Regions from separate parts of the Dromaius novaehollandiae genome. Here region 2 is linked to region 1. A link is a contact called in public Hi-C data. All regions are on one chromosome and are shown on one strand. Each heading gives the region's core, a stretch centred on a gene start, on an enhancer-like site or on the middle of the called end of the contact. The rest is flanking DNA. Distances are from core to core; before and after follow the strand shown.

What was found. A called contact is a pair of places that touch in the nucleus more often than the background predicts.
Region 2: a contact with region 1 is called in a Hi-C map of brain, with 5 times the contacts expected there. The contact joins the promoter of THOC1 here to the promoter of CLUL1 in region 1. A contact is called at or near these places in 3 of 4 Hi-C or Micro-C datasets (brain, liver and ovary).

The regions. Positions count from the first base shown.
Region 1 is chr2:118,499,043-118,503,266 of bDroNov1.hap1, forward strand. It overlaps CLUL1 (clusterin like 1), which reads right to left and starts at 2,332. Exons shown (of 7, transcript XM_026122830.2): 1 at 2,230-2,332; 2 at 765-913. The coding sequence starts at 2,332.
Region 2 is chr2:118,667,816-118,672,039 of bDroNov1.hap1, forward strand. THOC1 (THO complex subunit 1) reads left to right here and starts at 1,877. Exons shown (of 21, transcript XM_026122853.2): 1 at 1,877-2,017; 2 at 4,186-4,224. The coding sequence starts at 1,970.

The DNA.
Region 1 (4,224 bases), core at 1,082-3,581:
CCTGGTTACTTCACAATTGCAGGATAAAATGGGAAAGCTCAGATCAAGGAGGATGATGTCAGATAACATGTTCTACCTCCCAGCTGGGAGGAGCTGAGGGAACATAAATGTTAACCCAGGGTAACTCAACTGTGTTTTGTCAAGCGCTCGCTGTCTAGTTGTATTTGTTTAGACATTAGACCACAGGGAGAAATTGTCAGCACGTGTCTTGGTTAGAAAGTTATGTTTTCGAGCAAAGATGGAAACTCTTCATCTCTAGCTTTTGAAAGAACAGTGTGCAATTTGGAAAAGGTAACCATGGAGTAAGCAGTGCTGCTGTTCAGTGCCTCAGTATGCCTCAAGGTTCTTTGCAAACACATGCTCTTTCTTAAGAAACTGACAAATATTAACTAATAGTTTAACTTCTGAAATGTAAACATCCAGGTTCCTGATAGGCCAGATAGGATGGCTGTTGGCTCAACTTCTGCTTCTAGGACACAGAGACTGAGAAGATGCACAGAGCTGCTGCAGGAGGTTTCTATGCTAGTTACAGAAAAGGGCAGAAGCAAAGAAAGATTTCGTGTAACTCCTGACTTTGCTATACAACCACCTAAAGAGATGTATGTTGCTCAGAGTGTACATGCAATGTTTTACATTTTTGCTGAAAAGGGGAGACTCCAAGAGTTTTCTTCTAGATTGCTTATCGGCCTAAGCACAACGGTGTTTAATTTTGTATTAAAAATAGTCACAACTTAATAAAAGAAACTCAGATGCACTTCAGTTACCTTTTTTTCTTCACTGCTCTTCTTCAAGGTTTTCATCAGATCTACATGTTTATCTTCATTTCTTTCCATCATAATTTTCATCTGCTTAATACCAGTCAAAGCTTTCTTTACCTCTTCGTCTACATATTTCTCTCCAACTTCAGATAGTACTGAAAAAAGCCAAATTACAAAGTGACTTAATCAGACTTTGAAAGTGGCACAAATTGTCATGCACTGATAACAAAGGAAAATGAAACAGCTGTGTTTTCCTACAGTTACAGAGCAATATCTTGAGACAGTGAATGTTGTAACATGGAGCCAAGACAATTTCTATCAGATAAGAATCTGGTCCAGAGCCTTCACCAGTGATCAGCTGTGCATACTAACCCTCAACTGCCCTGCTTCAGATTACAGGATCACAGAACAGTTGAAGTTGGAAAGGACCCCTGCAGACCATCTTGTCCAACCTCTCTGCTCAATGCAGGGTCAACTAGAGCAGGTTGCTCAGGACCTCATCTGGTTGGGTTTCGAATATCTCCGAGGGTTACTCTTCAGCTTCCTAATGACATATCTTATATATTGATCTTCAATCTGAAAGCAAACTATGTCAGTTTCCCTTAATGCTTTGAGAATACAGGAGCCTTCAGCTTTCTTTCATAAAAATGTAATTTCTAGACTTCCTATGTGGCAATGACCATAGATTTTTGGTGAAAAGCTAAGTTCAGCCACGCTTTGCACTTTGTAGCTCTGCATATCCTTTATCTGCATTTATTTCCTGCACAGAAGTACCATGAATATCACTGGAACTGTACAAAAGAAGTGAAAAATACGTCACCACAAGATCTCCGAAAGCATTTCGTGTGTCATTCATTTCTCTACTCATATCTTTCTTCCTCTCCCGTAACTTTTTGTTTGCCACAGAAATACTATAAAGTAGACCGAAGCAAAAGAGTATTTCATGCTGATCCTCTTGGGATACCTACTACAAAATAAAGCCATGCTCAAAGGTGAGTAAACGCAAAATAGCTGCTTTCTCTAACTTGAGTCATTTTATTTCAATTATTTGTAATAACCACCTTTTCCAGCTAAGCATACAATTCTAAAATAAGCATTTGTAAAAGTTACTTAAATGAGCAAAAGAACTCAAAATCTGTTGGATTATATTTTGTTTTCAGTTTATACTCTACAACCTATGAAGGACCAAATGATATATGAAAATGCTGTAAATACTTTTTTGTAGAGGGAAGCTTATCTGTTAATCCTTTGACATTCTTGTCTTGGTTTTTCTAATCTCCCTGTTGTGTGTGGATGCTTTGCTTCAGCAAAAATTGGCCATAGTTTCTAAGCTTCACACATCACACATGGCAGTAGATCCTCTTGGCTCCATTGAGGCACCTGTGTGGAACTCAGCACGCTGCAGCAAGCCTGACCACAGACCTGGGCCCAGGAGCTCCCAGCACCCCGCTGATAAGAAAAGCATACGTACTCTTCAGGTTTTCCCGGATATTCATTTCCTCCTGCTTTGTCGGTGCACACTGATGACCACTCAGCCATAGCATGTGTATTAGAAATAACCAACAGGACTTCATGTTCTCTCTGTTAAAAAAGTGGGTTGATGCAATTACATGTCAGCATTTTCATAATGAGTTTCAAATGCCTAGGTGTAATAGCTACTAAGTATAATACAGGTGTCATTGGTTTCAACTTTTATTATGGTTTCTGTGATCTATAATATGCACCTAAAAGCTACTGCTAGTGAAAACAAATGAAGAAGAAGCCTGACATAATTTCTAGTGTATCAGTTTGGACTAACTAGATAATTACCACTGTACTACACAGTGGTATAATAGAATCAAGATATATATCTATAAAACTGAGAGCTTTTGCAGCTTAATCTACTTCCTTTCTACCTTGTGAAATGCACATAAATACTGATCTCATACTAAATAACTTTCACTCTTTCTGATAGTTCATGATATAAATGTATACGTACTAGACATTATTGCCAAATTTACAAAAGAAAATTTCTAGAATGTAGTTCCTTTCTGTGTCTCCAAACATGTGACTCCCTTCATTGTTTTTCAGAACAATACTTAATATAGTAAAGACAACAATAGGTGTGCCAAGAAATTGGAAAATAAATCAATTTTATAAATATACACGTCAGCAATTGGAAGAAATTCCTACAAAATCAAGGAAATAAATGCCGTTTGCTTTATTTCCCTCTCAAGAGCAGTTAGATGAGAGAGCTTTGTATTTTAGAAATCACAGAACTGCGCTTTATAATTCTCATCTGATTAAGTGAACACAGTATTTACATTCCTATTCATTAGCTAGTATAGTCTTCTTGAAGACATAGTTATCAGTTGCAAATGTATATGCAAATTAAGAGCCTGGGTTTATTTGTAAACTGGATTTACTTCTAGATTTACTTGCACATTGTATATGTATAGCAAACGACTAATTAACTTCATCAAGAAATACAAACGAATTACCAAAGAAAAGTAAAAAACAACATATTTACCATTAATACTGAAACACCTCCTCTGTAAAATTGTTCCCAGCGTCAGGAAGGAATCAGACTGTGTTCTGATCTAATTGCTGTGAGTGTCAGGGATTTTACCATGTTCTACTTATCTGATGACAAGGTACTTAATCCTATTAACGGGACATTTTGCCATTAGGCTAGAGGATTTCTGAGTGTATGGGTCTTCATACTCATCCATATAAGCAAAACCACTAGGGGGAGTGTTGGACATTATTACATAATAGAATGTAATATAGATTTGGTTTTTTTCTGTAGTCAGAAGCTTTTTTTCTTAATAGCTCTTCAATCGTCTTGATTTTTACCTTAGGAGACATCTGCAGCTTATGTTCTTAGGGAAATTATTACAATTAGTTTGTCTAAAATTAGCTTCCAACATTTAATCTCTTCAGTGTAATTTTAATTTGCTATAAAAAACACTGGATTACATAACAACCTTCTTCATGTACCTTCTGAAGATACAGAAATCAAAAGAATTCAGCAACCCAGATACAGGCCTGGATCTGTATAGAGTCTGAAATGAGATAAGGAAATCTTGGTACTTTGTACATCATTAAACTTGTTAATGTTTTGGGGTTTTGCCCCCTTAATGATTCTCTTCAGTTAATCCATGTGTGTGCATGCAATATGTCTGGAATCTGAACGTGCATGGCATTTTAGATGCTGAAAAATGAAATATTTAAATAATAACAGTTGCCTGATGTAAAATATACACAGTATTGTTATTAGGCCATATCCCACCTTGTAATGTTCAGCAATAATACTCCCTTGAGGTCAAAGGGAAGATGTCTGTAGCTCCTGTTGTGTAACATTAATTTTAAAATATCCTAATTTTTTTTTTGTTTAACTCATAGTTCATAAGAACTGATTGATTATTGATGGTTAAAATCCAGAACGATTAATGTTGCTTAGGCAAGAGCTTTGGGGGGTTTGTTT
Region 2 (4,224 bases), core at 627-3,126, 170 kb after region 1:
GCATTCCAATAAATGCAGAGAAACAGATATTTGTAAGGTATTACTCCTCTAGCTTATTTTAGATGCCTACCTTCTGCTGCGATGGCTCATGCCTTAGAGATAACTCTAAGCCAGTATCTCTTCCTCAGTACAAAGGAGAACAAGCTTAATGTGCAGGGTAGTGAGATGAATCCCACTGTTTTTTTCTGTGAATGCAATTCAGGTCTCCAGCGCCATTTTAGATTTGGAAGGGGCTCTCATGTGGCCTCCAACCGCTGCTTCTGAAGGATGCAGGTCTCCTGGCTCCTGGCTCATACCTGCCAGCCCTGTGAAGATGCCTCCAGCACTCTGGCACCTCTATAATGGCACTGAGCACCTTTGTTTACCACGCTGAATTGCTCCCTGTATTTCTAACTGTAAAGTAGAATTGCAAGGGTTTTTAAATCTATTTTCAATATGAAAATTGGATAATTCCTGGCAAACTTTCACTCTATTATATATTCTGAGGGAATGGGAGGGAGAGGGGGGCTCAGATAAATGAGACAATCCTTTCCTTTCCTTTATTTAAAGTTATTGCGGTTTTGTGAGGAAAGAAAGGAAGGAATGGAAGGGTAAGAAGGACAGAAGAGATTTTAAAAAATAAAAGCCAAAAATAGAACGATAGCAGAGGTTTTCAAATTTAAATCCATCATAAAATCGTGTTTGATTTTCTCAATTAAAAAAGCAATATGGAAATATTTCTGGCAATATCTCACTTTTCGTGATGTTCTATACTTTCTTACAGACATTACGTATTTTTGGCCAGAGCTACAGTAGACTCTCCAGACAGGGATAATATCGGAGGACCTGAATGGGGCCTCAGAACAGTTCCCATAGGTCAGAGTTCAGTGTCCTTAGGAATCATCTCCAGCGGAGTACAACAGCAGGGAGCCAGCCGTCTCCCTTCGGTGGTCAGAAACCAACGGATCAGCAGCTCGTGGAACTGTGGTCCAGCAGGGACCAGTAGTGGATGGTTAGGGAAAGAGTGCTGAGAAAGGACACAGTACGCACGGGGAGACATCTCCCTCATGGGGGCAGAGCCCCCATGGTTTCCGGCAGACCAGTGCTCCCCTCCCAGCAAATTAGAAGTGGAGGTTCCCTCAGCATAAAGTGGCAGACCTTTCGGGATAGTGCGACAAACTGTTGCTGGTTATATTAATTTTGCATGCTTAATTATGATCATAATGCCGATTTATGCCATAATCTTTTCAGCTTCATTTGAGATCATAATTACTCAAATGAAGCAATAAAGGAGAGCTTGTGTTTGGGGAAAGTTTATAAATTGTTTTTCACTTTGGAGTGAAGAATGAATAACCTAAAATTCATTAAAAGACATAAGGGTTATTTTGACCAGGATAGTGATTGCTCAGAAATTACTCATTCACCAGATGAAAGTGCTGCCTTTGCAAGGATACAGGTTATCAACAGGCAGTGCTTCAAATTGAACAGGCTCCCAGGTGCTTCTATCCTACTCTATTCAACATGTGGTATGTTTTATTACCAAACATCTGTCACGAGTTAGCAACGGCCTGACACTACAAGCGTCAGTCCTTATCACAAATACGCTTTGGAACAGGACAGACTGCTGTGGAAACCACCTACTGGAAACATGCTCTTTGAGTAACTATTCTTGACCGCGTGCTTTTTAAAAAGCATCCAGTCACAGACCACGTATCCTTATTTACTTAAAAGCCTGTTGTGGAATGACAGAGAGAGCTTTACTCAACTCCAGCCTTCACCCCAGGAGACAGTGCTCCTCTACCACACACGAAAGGTCCCAGGGGCTCTGCTCCGGCCTCCCCCGCCCCCGCCCCGGCTCAACGCGCTCAGAGTGGCGCTGACGGCCCGCCGCGAGTGGGCGGGAGCGTGGGCCCCGCCGGGCCTGGCGCCGCGGCAGGAGAGGGCGACGGCGTCATCAGCGCGCGCCGAGCAGCGTCGGACGGCCGGGACGATGTCGCCGCCGCTCTTCAGCCTGCCTGAGGCGCGACTCCGCTTCACGGTGAGCCCGGCGGCGGCGGCGCGAGCTCGGCCGGAGCTTCTCGCTCCTCTTGTGCCGCTCGGAGCGGGTCCGAGCCAGGGAGGGGGGGAGGCTGCCTTTCGCGTCGGTGTAGCCGCTCTGCCTCGGCGCGCCGCCCCTCCCCCCTCTCTTTCCGCCGAGCTGCGCGCGCGCAGCGCGCCCTCTCCGCCAGCTGCACCAACGGCCCGCTGGGGCGCGCGCTGGGCTCCCTCGGCCGGCCGTTAACCCCCGCAACGGCCCGCCGGGCTCCCCTCTATCTCCGAGGGTCTGGCAGTCCCTCCTGGAGCCTCTCGGTACTGCCCAGAGTGCCGGTATAGAGTCATCACCGCGGGAGGAGGAAGGCTACGGGAAACGATTTCTCTCGGCTCGTTTGGGTTTCCTGAGTGAACGGGGATTGGGGAAAGGGTGAGCACCAGTGAGGGAGCGGCAGGTTAAATGGCTGCTCGAGGCCCAAGTGTGCAGCTGGGTGAAGGCAGGTACCAAGTTCAAAGCTGAACTCACCTGCTTTCCCTTCTTCCTGTGCTGTGAAGTTGAATAGAGTGCAGAGGAGAGTTTGACTTGACATGTATACCAAAGCAATAGGTGTATTTTATTTTGCTGTCATGAAGAAAGTTGTAGGAAAGTGTACAAACACTTCCTTACTTTTATTACTTTGGGTTTATGTGAAGAGGTAAACTCATCCAGCTGGAGAAACAGATAAAGCTCCATGTCCATAGTGTTCTAAAACCACCCAGTAATGTTATTACAAGATTTGTAGTTTTACAAGGTCAAGACAAATGTGAAGAACAGAAGAATGTACACTAGAAATTTTATTAATGAACTTATATTTTGCTATAATTTGTATAATACAATACACAATTTGATACCTCACACCATTGCCTGCTGCACCTGATTGCTGATTCACTCAGACTGAACAAATCACTGGCTTGGTGCTGTTACCTTTGCTGCGGGAGAGGGGATCTTGACAGATGGTTCTTCCCTTTCCAGTTCTTGAGTGAGTTTATCATCTTAGTGCTATTCTGCGTGAGCATTAACTACCGTTAACCTGTGTTTATGCATAGCTAATGCATGATAGGCCTTGTCAGGATATGTATTACATGACAATAAAATTGTCCTAGTTTCAGTTCACCTTACCCTAGTTTTGTATCCAGGTTTTTTAACATTAGCAGTTGCACACCAAAGAATCCTATATCAGCAAAAAGTCTCCACAGCAGCAGCTATCAGCAGAACAAAAATTTGAATGTTTATAATGGATGCAGCTGAATGATGCTTAGGTCCTGACTAACACTGAGGTATGTGTTAGCCTCAGTAGGCCTGTGGCAAAACTTCGGCTATGTTCTAAGTACTGCAGAAAGCAGTTATAGCTGGGATATCTTTCTGAAGAGTGTTTTCATGTAATGAGTGCTAAACTCAGTTTAAGAAAATGGTATAAACTTTTGGGCAAGCCTTTTCATACCAGTTTAGCCTAACCTGGTGAGCTAAAATGAGAAAAGTATCCATGGTTTAGTTAGCTAAAATTAATTTAAAATTAAATTAAAAGCTGATGTATTTCAACCTTTGCAGTAAAACGTGCCATAGCTTATTGTCCTTATCTTCTTTGCACCTCTGCTGAATGATACTTTTTTCTTACCAGTGCAGATTGAGCTGGGTATGTACCCAGTCCATTCAGTTCTTCTAGTGGAGGTCCAGTTTATTGGAGTTTTAAAGTAAGATGTTGAGATTTGCACAGAAGCAGTTGAGGCACAGGCAGTTATTCCATTTTATTGATTTCATTACAGAAAATTTTTAGATCAGCTTGCTATCAGAAGTAATGTTTTTAAACCACCACCTTGCCTGTCTGGCAGGTGAAAGTTTGTGTATGAATCTTTCAACTGTTCTAGATGCAGTGTCAGTCATAATAGTATGCTCTTTAACATTTCACTTAGAAATGTTATTTACAGCATACTATTAGCCCTGATTTGAGGTGTGATGATCTGCTAGGTTATATGGGTAAGTTGTTAATAGAAATTCTTTTGTAAATTGATGAATGGTGTGTCACAGATAGATTCCTTAGTATTTCTGCTTTCTGTCAGATAGAGGAAGAAAGTGATCCATCAGAGTAACTTTGGTTGCCTAATGCATTTGTAATCTTTTTTGTTTACCTTGTGTAGACTTCCACCAGGGAGGCTCTGCATCACAAAACTATCAAA